2 separate regions of the Hordeum vulgare genome follow, and region 1 is linked to region 2. Evidence: chromatin contacts called from public Hi-C data. All regions are on one chromosome and are shown on one strand. The core of a region is the stretch at or near the end of the contact, and the rest is flanking DNA. Distances in the headings are between cores, read along the strand shown.

The links. Hi-C and Micro-C count contacts between places; a contact is called where the count stands out from the background.
Region 1: a Hi-C map of seedling shows a contact between it and region 2, with 2.7 times the contacts expected there. The contact joins the promoter of LOC123412252 here to the promoter of LOC123410232 in region 2.

The regions. Positions count from the first base shown.
Region 1 is chr7H:563,247,597-563,254,770 of MorexV3_pseudomolecules_assembly, forward strand. LOC123412252 (protein HIGH CHLOROPHYLL FLUORESCENCE PHENOTYPE 173, chloroplastic) reads left to right here and starts at 2,250. Exons shown (of 13, transcript XM_045105199.1): 1 at 2,250-3,071; 2 at 3,195-3,407; 3 at 3,648-3,858; 4 at 3,972-4,047; 5 at 4,151-4,286; 6 at 4,394-4,498; 7 at 4,599-4,676; 8 at 4,984-5,073; 9 at 5,162-5,227; 10 at 5,402-5,458; 11 at 5,527-5,604; 12 at 5,697-5,744; 13 at 5,852-6,200. The coding sequence starts at 2,400. The coding sequence ends at 5,923. It overlaps LOC123412251 (probable histone acetyltransferase HAC-like 1), which reads left to right. Exons shown (of 18, transcript XM_045105198.1): 16 at 32-421; 17 at 806-1,023; 18 at 1,137-1,744. The coding sequence ends at 1,245.
Region 2 is chr7H:562,714,477-562,720,695 of MorexV3_pseudomolecules_assembly, forward strand. It overlaps LOC123410232 (putative tRNA (cytidine(32)/guanosine(34)-2'-O)-methyltransferase), which reads right to left and starts at 1,347. Exons shown (of 11, transcript XM_045103141.1): 1 at 1,124-1,347; 2 at 909-1,002; 3 at 768-817; 4 at 642-691; 5 at 445-553; 6 at 306-366; 7 at 163-215. The coding sequence starts at 1,150.

The DNA of each region.
Region 1 (7,174 bases), core at 1,000-3,499, 530 kb after region 2:
ACAATTTTTTTTACGTAATGTTCTTTCTTAGGTTGACATTGTTGGGGTGCCTGAAGATACAAAGGACAGAGATGATGTCTTAGAGTGTGAGTTTTTCGATACCAGACAGGCATTCCTGAGTCTTTGTCAAGGAAATCACTATCAATATGACACACTTCGCCGTGCAAAGCACTCCTCAATGATGGTGTTATACCACCTTCATAATCCAACTGCACCAGCCTTTGTTACCACATGCAATATCTGCAATTACGATATTGAAGCTGGTCAAGGGTGGCGATGTGAAGAATGCCCAGACTTTGATGTGTGCACAGGATGTTACAATAAAGACGGAGGTGCCAACCATCGTCACAAGTTAACAAATCACCCATGTGTAGACCGTAATGCTCAAAATAAAGAAGCTCGCCAGATGCGTATTCAGCAGGTAATTTATATTCTCTGTAAGTTAAATGCTGAAAAATATATCGCAACACATACATTTTTTGTATGCTGCCTTTTAATTTGGTAACACTCCATACCTTTTTATTGTTTTTTTATTGTTTAGTCTAATGCCAATACTAGTCCACTTGTTCCCTTGAAAACCATATTGGTCCACTTCGTGTGCTGTCAGTTTGTGTATACCATATGTTATCCTTTCTGCCTTAACTGGCAACTTGTGTATTGCTGGCGCTGTGGTTGTGATTTATGGTTTACTCTATGGACTAGGTTATCTATGAACCAGTATGTGCTATCCATTCTCTAGATTAGTCCATGAAGGAATCGATCTTAAAACTAATCTAAGATGATTTTTTTTTTTGTGGTTGTGCAGGCACGGCGAATGCTTGACCTTTTGGTCCATGCGCATAAATGTCGCACCGCTAATTGCCAGTATCCTGATTGCCGAAGACTTAAGGGACTCTTCGGTCATGCAACGAGGTGCCAGCAACGGGCAGCCGGAGGCTGTTCACTTTGCCAAAGGACGTGGTCTCTGCTTCAGCTCCATGCCCGAACTTGCAAAGAATCAAAGTGTACCATACCGAGATGCAGGTAATTAATATCCCTCTCGCTCGCACCACCGCTTATATGTACCTACATACGTAGTGTTTGAGCCATTTCCTCTTGGAATAGACGAGTAATATCGGGTTGCTTGAACACCACAGGGATCTCAAAGCCCATCTAAGATGGACGCAGCAGCAGTCTGAATCCAGGAGGAGGGCCGCCGTAAACGAGATGATGAGGCAGAGAGCCGCAGAAGTTGCTAGGAGTTAGTGAAGCCAGGTATACACACAGGTATACTGTTATAGAAAGAAGACAGCAAAACAGTACATATGAAGTCTCAAGCCCGAAGGACAAGCTCTGGACGGGCGAGCTTGAGCGAAAGATGAGTTATACTGGAGATGAAACATCTCGGTCCCAGCACCCATGCTGACAATTGTCTCAGCATACCGATCGATGGTCTTGCCGTCGGTAACTTATACTGTATTGTTGTGTCGGTCTTGTTCTGTAGTAGCCTGCTCATGTACGATAGGATTTTGGACGGCTCCTTATACATGTGCAAAATAGGCCATACTTGGCGTCGAAAGGTTTTTTTGTTGTTGTTGTCTCGGTTCAGAGAACACCTGTAAGGAACAAACAGATCAGAACAGAACAGAACATGGTTGATATCAGTTATTTCATTTATTTATTATTAGTTCCAGCCCCTGCATTCTGCAATCTGTGTAGGATGGATCTTTATATATATATACAGTACAAAGAATGTCTGACTGAATTGTGGCATCTCATGCCCTTGGTCTCCGGTTCCTGCCCTGCTTGTGGCGTGCTGGAAAAAATAGTCTTGCATTGCATTGCATTGCATTTGCATCTCTATTTGCGACGGGAGTTTCCCGAGCTCGGTCAGGATTATCCAGATTCCTGGAGGCTTTGGGCGTGTCCACGCCATCTCGTTGGACTTGGATGGCTGACTGATCTGGCCTCATCTGGCTGAGAAACACAGTAGTCCCGCACGGAATGGAAGAGGCGGCATGGGGGCAAGTGAACTCGGCATAGCCACGTCGCCGCGCCATGCCACCCGCCACCACGCGGCCACGCCTCCCCCTATCCAGTAGGAGTATGAAATAGTAGCAAAGCGGGGGCGCCAGTCACCCACCCGCGACGGCGACACTTGCCGCGCGCCCATGCGCACGACCTCTGTCTCTGCGCCGTGGGCTCCACCGGGAACTCGGCCCGCAACCGCAGCCACAAATGGCGCCCGGGGCGGGAGCGCCACTCAGGCCGCTGCCTCCCCTGCCCCGCTTTATCTGCCTGCGCGGCCCGGGAGTGGTCACGGAATATACCGGGTAAATACAAACAGGGAAGAGAGCAGAGCTTCTGCTGCCGCTCCTCGTCCAAGGCCCGAGCTAGCTAGCTAACAGTCGCCGGCGGCCATGGTCGCTGCCGTGTCTCCCCCCGGCGCGGCGGGGGCGGCCACGATCATCGCCTCGTTCCACAGCACACACTGCGCGTCCCCGTCCCGCGCCAGGCCGCGCTACCACGGCGGCGCGTGCTGCTTCGCGGCCAAGCCCACGCCGGCGGCCGCGGTGGCGTCCGAGCCGGACCAGGAGCAGGACGACGATGGGGCCGTCCTCGGTGCCGCCAACGGCGCGGACGCCAACGCGCCCACGCGGAAGAAGCGCCGCGCCCGCAAGGGCAAGAGGTCGGCGGCCGCGCTGCAGCAGGAGGCGGCGGAGGAGGAGGCCAGGAGGAAGGCCGAGGAGGAGGAGGCGGCGGCCGTGAAGAGGAAGGCGGAGGAGGAGACCCGGGCGGCCTCGCTGGACCTGGACGAGGTCATGGCCGTGAGCCCCGTGGGGCTGGGCCGGCGCTCGCGGCAGCTGTTCGACGAGGTGTGGCGCAAGTTCTCGCGTCTGGGCCAGATGTCCAGCGCGTCGGCCACCGAGGCGCTCGCCGAGGCGGAGCAGGCCGTGCTCAGCCGCGGCGGGCCCATGTGCGAGTTCACCGTCCCCGGCGCCCAGGACACCACCGTCCTCGTCGTCGGCGCCACCAGCCGCATCGGCCGCATCGTCGTCCGCAAGCTCATGCTCCGAGGCTACAATGTCAAGGTCCTCCTTCCCCCGCGCGCACGCCTCCTCCTCCTTCTTCACTCTCCCTTTCCTCTTCACCGTCATGTTCGCCATTAATGGCAAATTGGCAACCGAGTTGATAAATTTACCATTGTGCAACAGGCTTTAGTTAGAAGGGACGATGCCGAGGTGATCGACATGCTTCCCAGGTCGGTGGACATCGCTGTTGGCGATGTTGGCGATCCTCTGGCTGTGCAATCGGCCGTGTCAGGCTGCAGCAAGATTATCTATTGCGCAACCGCGCGCTCAACCATTACCGGGGACCTCAACAGAGTTGATAACCAAGGAGTCAGGAACGTCAGCAAGGCTTTCCAGGTATTCCTTCTAGCTTTAATTTTCTATTCTTAGAAACCACTCCATCCATTCTTAAGTAGACGTCGTTTTAGGATAAATGCAGTCAAAGTTCTGAATCTTGATCGCCAGTAAACACAAAAATGTTCAGATTTGTCACATGGAAATTATATTAGTGATTTAAGCATCAAAAGTACTTCAATGTCATTGCTATACCTCTTCTAGTTTCGCTAACTTATAATTAGGAAATGCTTTGTTCTCCAGGATTACTACAATGAGATGGCTCAGCTCAGGGCTGGTAAAAGCAGCAAGAGCAAGCTTTTGATAGCAAAATTTAAATCCGCCAAGTCTCTGAAGGGTTGGGAGGTGAACCAGGGATCTTACTTCCCGAATGCATATGTTTCTGGTTCTAGTTTCGATGAAGGTATCGATGCATCCTTTGAATTTTCAGAAGGTGGCCAGGCTGTTTTTGCAGGTAACCCCCCTATGCTGTGTAGGGCACTTCTTAGCAAATGTACTAATTTACCTAGATATATTGATTTTTTCTTCCTAGGTCTTAGTTATCTAATGAACACCCACTTATGTCAGGATTTGTTTTTACAAGAGGTGGGTATGTCGAGATATCAAAGAGGCTCTCTCTCCCTTTAGGTTCCACCCTAGACAGGTATTAGGATCTTTACATTTTCCTTAACAGCTTCAGATTGTTGAAATATCTTGACGCATCACAGTGAATTTGGTGACATATCGATTCTGTCATTCTTGGATAGGTATGATGGCTTGCTTCTTTCAGTGGGTGGAAATGGAAGATCATATGTTGTTATTCTTGAGACTGGTCCACTGGCTGACACCTCGCAGAGTAAGAAGTATTTTGCTCGGATGACTACAAAAGTAGGCTTTTGTAGGGTAAGTAGTGTGCAATATTTTAGCAGTAATAGGTGACTTCACTGCATGTTAGCAATGGATGAACGTATGATTTGATCTCCATTTTTTATTATGTTTGTTTTCTGCAGGTAAGAGTACCTTTTTCGGCTTTCCGCCCTGTAAAACCAGAAGATCCTCCCCTAGACCCTTTTCTTGTGCATACCTTCACAATTAGGTTTGAACCAAAAAGACAGGTCAGTACAACATGATGAATTATTTCCATCATCATCAGCAAATGTTAATTAGCTTTTTATAGCATTAAATTGGCGTCTTAGCTAGTAATGCATTGCGCAGAGACCTGGTGATGGAACACAAGGTGCCACTGACCCCAGAAATTTTGAGCTGATACTGGAGTACATCAAAGCATTACCTGTAAGTTGTTCCTATATTATTTAACTGCCATAATACGCGCTTGTTTTTCCTCTATGGATGAAAAGTCACTTCGTGGCCGAAATTCTTGTATATTTGTTTGGTTTTTCTGCCTAATTGAAGTACAAACCCATTTGCGCGTTCAGTAAAAAAGATGATTATTTGACTGCCCCATGGCTTAAATACTTCCCCTTTCTTTGTAATTCTTGTTTTGCCGAAGGTTTCCTCCCCATGACTTCGTTTGTTGTCATAACTGAACCATGTTCTCTATCAGTTTATTGATAACCATGTATCTTCTACTTCGCTGCAGACCGGTCAAGAAACAGACTTCATACTGGTCTCATGCACAGGTTCCGGAATTGAACCTAACAGAAGAGAACAAGTTCTCAAAGCAAAGAAGGTTCTATTTTTTTTTGGTAACCGTTATGTATCTGTGCCTATCTATTTCAAATGCTCATTAAATCATCAATGCCCCCATGTTCTTCTAGGCTGGGGAGGATGCGCTAAGAAGGTCAGGCCTTGGATACACAATTGTACGGCCTGGTCCGCTGCAGGTACGGCATACTAATACAACAGCTGAAATTCCACCCTATCTTCAACAACATAATAAACAGTCCGTTAGATTGTATCATTGCAAGTAGGATTGCCAAAGCAGACGCTAGTTACTTTTGAAGTGCTATGTGTGTTAAAACTGGTCCCATCATGATCATTCGACCTTCTCTTTGCAGGAAGAACCTGGCGGTCAGCGTGCACTGATCTTTGATCAAGGAAACAGAATCTCTCAGGTGAAATATCATGGACCATAGTTGCTTTCTTGAGTGCCATAATATTGATTCTTGAAGTTGTAATGTAGGCTATCAGCTGTGCGGATGTAGCAGATATCTGTGTCAAAGCATTGCATGATTCCACGGCGAGAAACAAAAGTTTTGATGTAAGACTTCTTTGTCCATATTCTTCTATATATTGATGTTTTTCAAACTGATGATTACAATCTGAATTAACTGTTTACCGTGAACCACTTAGGTATGCTATGAGTATGTTTCTGAGCAAGGGAATGAACTGTATGAACTTGTAAGTCATAGTTGAAGAATGGATGGATCTCCTTGTTCCAGTCAGAAGTTACCTTCTTTCTGTTCTTCATGTGTGCGTATAAAACTGTTTTTTGTTTTCTTTTGCAGGTGGCTCATTTGCCAGATAAGGCTAACAACTATCTTACACCGGCACTATCGGTTCTAGAGAAAAACACCTGATTCAGATTTGTGTCATATACGGTCGTAATGTGTATACTCTTCCTCTTGTAAAGTTACATGTTTTTCTCATAGAAGCCTCGTGGAATTCACACAACAAGCCCTTTTGTCTTGTAAAGATCATCAATGGGATCACTTCACAGAACAAATTCTGTCACTGTAATGCTGCTATATTCTCTTGTTTTTACTCTTTCTCCTTGAGAATGTAAGCTTGCAAGTTTCAGCAATAGAAGAAGAAACGAGACTCAAGTAGATATGAAAGAATAGCATTTGAAGCAAAGAAATAAGTGTCTGATGATGTGATTTGTGGAAGATCAGCTTGATATATTGGGGTAAAAATGTTGAGCTATTTTTATCATTCACTTAGTAAAATCTTACCACTTAGCATGGCATAACTACGAAGTACTTCCAATGGCAACCAAAGCTTCAATGCGGAAAAGTTGGGTTACAAGTATCTAGTGGTCTGTATCATTATTATTACTGTATTTGGCTTTGCTGCAGAAATGTTGTCGATGATCGTTGTTTTATATATAAAGTGGGGCAAAAGCTTTTTTCGGTAATTGGATATGCAATTGTGACATGATATTCAGTAGTGATTTTGTTTTGATATAATGAAGTGTAACAATCTGAACTTGTTCTCTTCTTTGGAATGATTATGCTAACATTAAGACATCAAGCAAACATATTGCGGTAATCTATCCTCGGTTCTCAATGAATCAGGTGACATGTTTGTGTAGAATTATGGCTGATGCTTGTTAAACAGAATATCTTGTATGCCACGTATAGAGAGTTGTTAGGAGATAGGAGAGGTAGTTTAACTTTCATTATATCTCTATCTCGTATCCCCTGTACTTCTCCCTCATGGTTGAGATTCTCTCTCATCGAAAACCTTGTACTTCAAGCAATGATCAATATATATACCGCGGCCCCTACTGTATAGGGGTAGAGACGCTTCATCATAATTTGACATGGTATATAGAGCAGGTCCCTTCCACCACATCTAGCTCGTAGCTTCTCCTACCTCTCGACCCTCTCACAAACTCCATCACCCTCCCACCGATCCTCCTGCCCTCTCCACAACCTCAAGTCACCATGTATTCCTCAAACCCTGTCGCCATCAACTCAAGCCTAAACTACAATACATCTGAGCCGCTGACCCGCACCAATTATATTCTCTGGCGTGCTCAAGCAAAATCCCAGATCATGGGCGCTGACCTTTATGGTTATCTAGATCAATCTATCCCAGAAGCACCT
Region 2 (6,219 bases), core at 97-2,596:
GGTATTGCACTGAAAGTAAACATTTTAAGGTAGAATGCCGAACATAAACTGCAGGGTTAAGGTAGCATTATTTTTGGACACTATCTTATGGACACTGCAATTTGCTCCAAAAAGTGTCTCTGATGTAAATTCATATGCAGAGACAGAGAAAAATATACCAACCGCCAATATAAGCTGGGACTGAACAAACTCATCCATATCATGAAGCCCAGTAACTGCAATCATCCAAAGCGAAGTAAGAAACAGAAGTACCATAAACACATGTAACATGGTTATGGACCACTTGTTCAGCAATGCAATCTTACCATCAGGGGCACCATCACAGACAACCAAGTCCGCTTTGCATCCATCGAAGTGCCTGATAACCTGGCAGCATATTTACATCTGTTACAGCAAGCAGAAGTTTCATCACAAAGAATGTATCTATGGGTCTGTCCATCTCACCACTTCCGCTGTTCGAGCATTGGTGATGTCGCCCTGCACTTGTATGACACCTTCTATAGGAGCCATCGGCTGCAGATCGATTGCGACGATGAGAGGAAGGCCGCCATCTCTGGTACAAGCATAGCACAGAAACAATCAGGCACAAAGAATGAAATTATGTTGGAACATCGGGTGTTCGCACTGACGCTGCTACTCACTTGCCGTCAGATGATAGCTTTGCCGGCAGGTACAAATTGCGGCTCAAAACCTGCAATTGCGATTGAGATAAGCAATGGAACGAACAGATGCAAGCATGGATGGGGGAAAACTGGGCGTGCGAGTACCTGGCTCCAGCTCCCAGGGGCAGCGCACAGGTCAACGGCGCGCTTCACTCCTGCACACACGAACAGCAAAATGAGAACACCATGTGGTTAATTTGATGCTGCGCGTCAGTGGAAGCAAGGTGGCAGGAAGGCCAGCGAGACCGTGGAAGATGTTGAACTCCTGGTCGATCTGCATTAGCTTGAAGGCGCTGCGAGCCCTCCACCCCTCCTCCTTGGCCTTCCGATAGTATATGTCCTGGGAAACCGACGGGCAGACCAGCGAGTCGCAGACACGGTGAGGGGCGGCGAAGCGAAACGGGGGAGAGGAGGGGAGGGGGAGGAGCTGGCTGAGAAAGAAAGAAACGGAGGTCGCGTACCCGCTTGTCTTTGGAGGCCTTGCCCATCGCGACGAGGAGCCGGGCGCAGCGCAGGAAAGGAGCGGCGCGGCGGAGGCCGACGGTGGGGTGTGCGCGGAGGAAGGAGGAGCGACCGGCGAGGCGGCGCGGCGCGGAGCGGAGCGGGTAGTCTGTCTGCTAGGTGCCGACTGCCGACTGCGGCCGGGCTGGGCTGGGCCCTCGACGGAATCGAGCCCGTTCTCTTCAGGTGGACAGACTCTGAAAGCAAGTCTACCCAAAGTCCCAAACGACCCTGAACTTAGCAAAGTTTTTCTAAAAAGAAAAGGCAACGCTACGCGTCGGTCATAGATCTTTCTCAAAGACCCGCCGTCTGGCGAGTCATAGAATTCAACACGGTCAGATTTAGCTGTCAGCTTTGCAATAAGGATGATGTTGCGCTTGAAGAGTTAATGTTACGGAACTTTTGCAACAAAGGTATTGTTGAAGAATTTTTTGAGCTGATATTGCAAAAAAGAAATCTTTCACTTTTATACAGGTGTTAGTGAACAAAGTTTTCCAACATTACAAATGTTGCAAAACTCTTTCTTGCAACAGGGAGGATGTTACAAAAAAAAGACCAATGTTGTTCGCCACGAGCTCACATCAAACGATGGTGAGGAATGAGTGACGCTGCTCGTCGCCGCCGACGAGTGCCGAACCGTCGACCAGGTCGCATCGTCGCCATCCTCCTATCCGACGAGGTGGGTGCACAACACGCGGCTGACGGACATATACGGGCGGCAAGCACCACTGCAATGACCGGCACTAACCTCTGGTTGCAAGGGCGCATCGTGAATTCGCATGAGATCCAAATCCCACAAAAGACTAGTTGTTGCGGTGGGGAAAATTACAACAATGGCTCGGTTGCAAAACCAGGTTGCTCCCCTAACCATTCGATCAAGATAGATCCGACGGTCAAAAAGGGAATGGACGCGAGTGTTGGTATGATGGTATCAACCGGCTCATGGCAAACGTTTCCCAAAAATAATGTAGCAAAGTATTTGTTTTACCCTGGTAAAAAGAGAAAACTTAGAAACCCAACTTGGCAAAGAAGTGCAACCTCGCTGATGTGTCCTGCAGTTTGAGGAGGTGAGGTTATTGCTATCTGTTCATTGGCTCGAGTGTCTGAACTCGGGAGCACATCGTATCTCAGCCCCTTTCCAAGAAAGAGGCCAAGGGGGGGAGTTCCCTCCCTTAACTTTCGTTATTTTTTGACTAGGAACTCCATTATTCCATTAAACAGGCGCAGTGAACTCACTGGCCAAGACAGACCTTACAGATACCGGGACATAGTCCAACCAAACCACACGTTCAGCCTCTTGGGCAAAACCAAGTGCGGCAAGCTCGTGAACTAATTTATTACAACCCCGTGGGGCGAAGCACACATCAACAGAAATGAAGTTTAGCCTAATGAAAGAACGCAGATCGCGGAAGATGATTCCTTTAGGTGCCAGGTTGAACTTTGTACTTTCAAGCGTCGTTGCCAAAATTTGAGAATCAGTCTCCAGGATTATCCGGCCCATTCCCCAGAGTGCAGCAGCTTGCAAAGCTTTGCCGCATGCTGTCGCTTCTACCTGCAGAGCACTAGCGGCTCTCGGAATGACGCCCAGACCCGATCCTCAGATAGCACCATCCTCGTCGCGAGCAGCAAATCCCCATCCTCGTCGCGAGCAACAAATCCCCATCCTCCGCGACCGGACATAGCATTGTAGGCCCCATCCAGGTTCACTTTGATCAGATCTTCCCCCGGTGGCTGCCACTTTGCATGGTGCTTCCGCTCTGCACTATTCTCCTTCAGACGACAGGCATGCAGCGATTCGCACGCCCAGTACCTAACCTGCCCCCATCAATTCCTCCAATGACATGATCTTCCCTTTTGCATTAATTTTATTTCTCCTGAGCCAGCTGCACCACAGCAGGCAGCAGCTTAGAGCCTTCTGCTCATCATTGAGCTTTAAGATTTCCTGCAGTACTGAACTTGCAGTCTCATATGTACACATCCGATCACGCAGCTCTCGCAATCCCAGGCCTTCCCACACTCTCCTTGCATCTTTGCACTTTAGAAATAAGTGTGCACCATCTTCATCCAGCCTCTTGCAGAAGACACACAACGTGTCACATTTTAAGCCCCTGCGATGAATGTTTACTAGAAGCGGAAGGCTGTTGTGAGCTAATCTCCACATGAATTGCTTTACTTTGGGCAGGCATGGCAGATCCCAAAGTTGCTTCCAAAACGAGCTAACATCCGAGCCTTCTGTACTATTTTCGTGCTCGCTATCACGTTGTCTCACATACACTATGTAGGCAGATTTGACCGGGAAAAAACTCCCTTGCTATCGAAATGCCACGCTGGGACATCCTCAACCTCTCGTCTGATTGGGGTAGACAGAATCACTGCTACATCTATTTCCCAAAATGTATCTCGAACCAGCGTCTCATCCCACTGATTCGTAACTGGGTTTATAAGTTCATGTACCTTCAATAGCAAGCAATGGCCTTTTGGGGTAACCGGTACTCGTCAGCCCTCTCTATTAATCCATTGATCTTCCCATATCTGCACAGATGCGCCATCTCCAATGTGCCAAATGATGCCCTCCTTTAACAGGTTAATGTTGGAAATATGCCCTAGAGGTAATAATAAATTAGTTATTATTATATTTCTTTGTCCGTGATAATCATTTATTATCCATGCTATAATTGTATTGAATGAAAACATAGATACATGTGTGGATACATAGACAAAACAATGTCCCTAGCAAGCCTCTAGTTGGCTAGCCAGTTGATCAAGGATAGTCAAGGTTTTCTGACTATGTGCAAAGTGTTGTTGCTTGATAACTGGATCACATCATTAGGAGAATCATGTGATGGACTAGACCCAAACTATGAATGTAGCATATTGATCGTGTCGTTTTATTGCTATTGTTTTCTGCGTGTCAAGTATTTATTCCTATGACCATGAGATCATATAACTCACTGACACCGGAGGAATACCTTGTGTGTATCAAACGTCACAACGTAACTGGGTGACTACAAAGGTGCTCTACAGGTATCTCCAAAGGTGTCCGTTGAGTTAGTATGGATCAAGACTGGGATTTGTCACTCCGTGTGACGGAGAGGTATCTCGGGGCCCACTCAGTAATACAACATCACGCATAAGCCTTGCAAGCAATGTGACTAAGTGTAAGTCACGGGATCTTGTATTACGGCACGAGTAAAAAGACTTGCCGGTAACGAGATTGAAATAGGTATGCGGATACCGAGGATCCAATCTCGGGAAAGTAACATACTATTGCGGCAACAAAAGTCCTTCCCTGGTGCATAGGAATTCTTCTTGTTACTTCTCTGATTTGCGTCGGTTTTTCCCTTGAAGAGGAAAGGGTGATGCAACACAGGAGCAGTAAGTATTTCCCTTAGTTTGAGAACCAAGGTATCAAACCAAAAGGAGGGCCTCGTCAAGTCCAAAGTACCTGCGCAAAAACAAACAACTTGCACCCAACGCTTCAAAGGGGTTGTCATTCCCTTCAAGATTGTTTACAAAAGTGAGATCTGAAGGCGAAAAGTGCAACGAAGTAAAAAGTGTAAGGCTGAAAATATGGTGTGGAGTAGACCCTCGGGCCATAGTGTTCACAAGAGGCTTCTCTCATAATAGCAAATATCACGGTGGGTGAACAAATTACTGTCGAGCAATTGATATCACCGCGCAAAGTCATGACGATATCTAAGGCAATGATCTAGCATATAGGCATCACGTCCGAGACAAGTAGACCGATACTTTGTGCATCTACTACTATTACTCCACACATCGACTGCTATCCAGCATGCATCTAGTGTATTGAGTTCATAAAGAACAGAGTAACGCTTTAAGCAAGATGACATGATGTAGAGGGATAATCTCAAACCAATGATGAAAACCCCATCTTTTTACCCTTGATGGCAACAACACGATACATGCCTCGCTACCCCTTCTGTCACTGGGTGAGGTCACCGCACGGTATGAACCCAAAACCAAGCACTTCTCCCATTGCAAGAATCATAGATCTAGTTGGCCAAACAAAACCCACAACTCGAAGAGAATTACAAGGATATGAAATCATGCATAAGAGAGATCAGAAGAAACTCAAATAAGATTCATAGATAATCTGATCATAAATCCACAATTCATGGGATCTCGACAAACACACCGTAAAAGAAGATTACAACGGATAGATCTCCATGAAGATCATGGAGAACTTTGTATTGAAGATCCAAGAGAGAGAAGAAGCCATCTAGTTACTAGCTATGGACCCGTAGGTCTATGGTGAACTACTCACACATCATCGGAGAGGTCATGGTGTTGATGGAGAAGCCTTCCGTGTCCGAATCCCCCCTCCGGCAGGGCACCAGGATGTGCCCCAGATGGGATCTTGCGGAGACAGAAGCTTACGGCGGCGGAAAAGTGATTACGATGCTCCCCCAATTTTTTGTGGAATTTTTGGGGATATATAGGCGCAAAACCTAGGGCAGACGTGGCCCAAGGAGCCCACAAGCCTGGACGGCGCGACCCCCCTGGCCGCGCCATGAGGTCTTGTGGGGTCCCTGAGGAACCCCTGCCTTGGTTCTCAAGTCTCCTGATCTTCTTCCGTTTCGGAAAAAAATCTTTTCGGAAGTTTTATTCCGTTTGGACTCCGTTCAAAATCCTCCTCTGAAAGGGGTCAAAAACATGGAAAAAAAACAGGAACTGACACTTGGCACTGGATTAATAAGTTAGTCCCAGAAAATAAATAAAAGGCATGCAAACATCCAAAGTTTGACAAGATAATAGCATGAAACCATCAAAAATTACAGATACGTTGGAGACGTATCGAACATCCCCAAGCTTAACTCCTGCTCGTCCTCGAGTAGGGAAGTGATAAAGAATGAATTTTTGATGTGGAATGCTACCTAGCATAGTTGTCCTTTGCAACTTCTTTCACGTGGCATGAACGTTCAGATCCGTAAGATTCAAAACAATAGTTTGCTATTGACATGAAAACAGTAATACTTCAAGCAAACTAGCAAAGTAGTCATGAACTTTCAAAATAACAAGGCCAAAGAAAGTT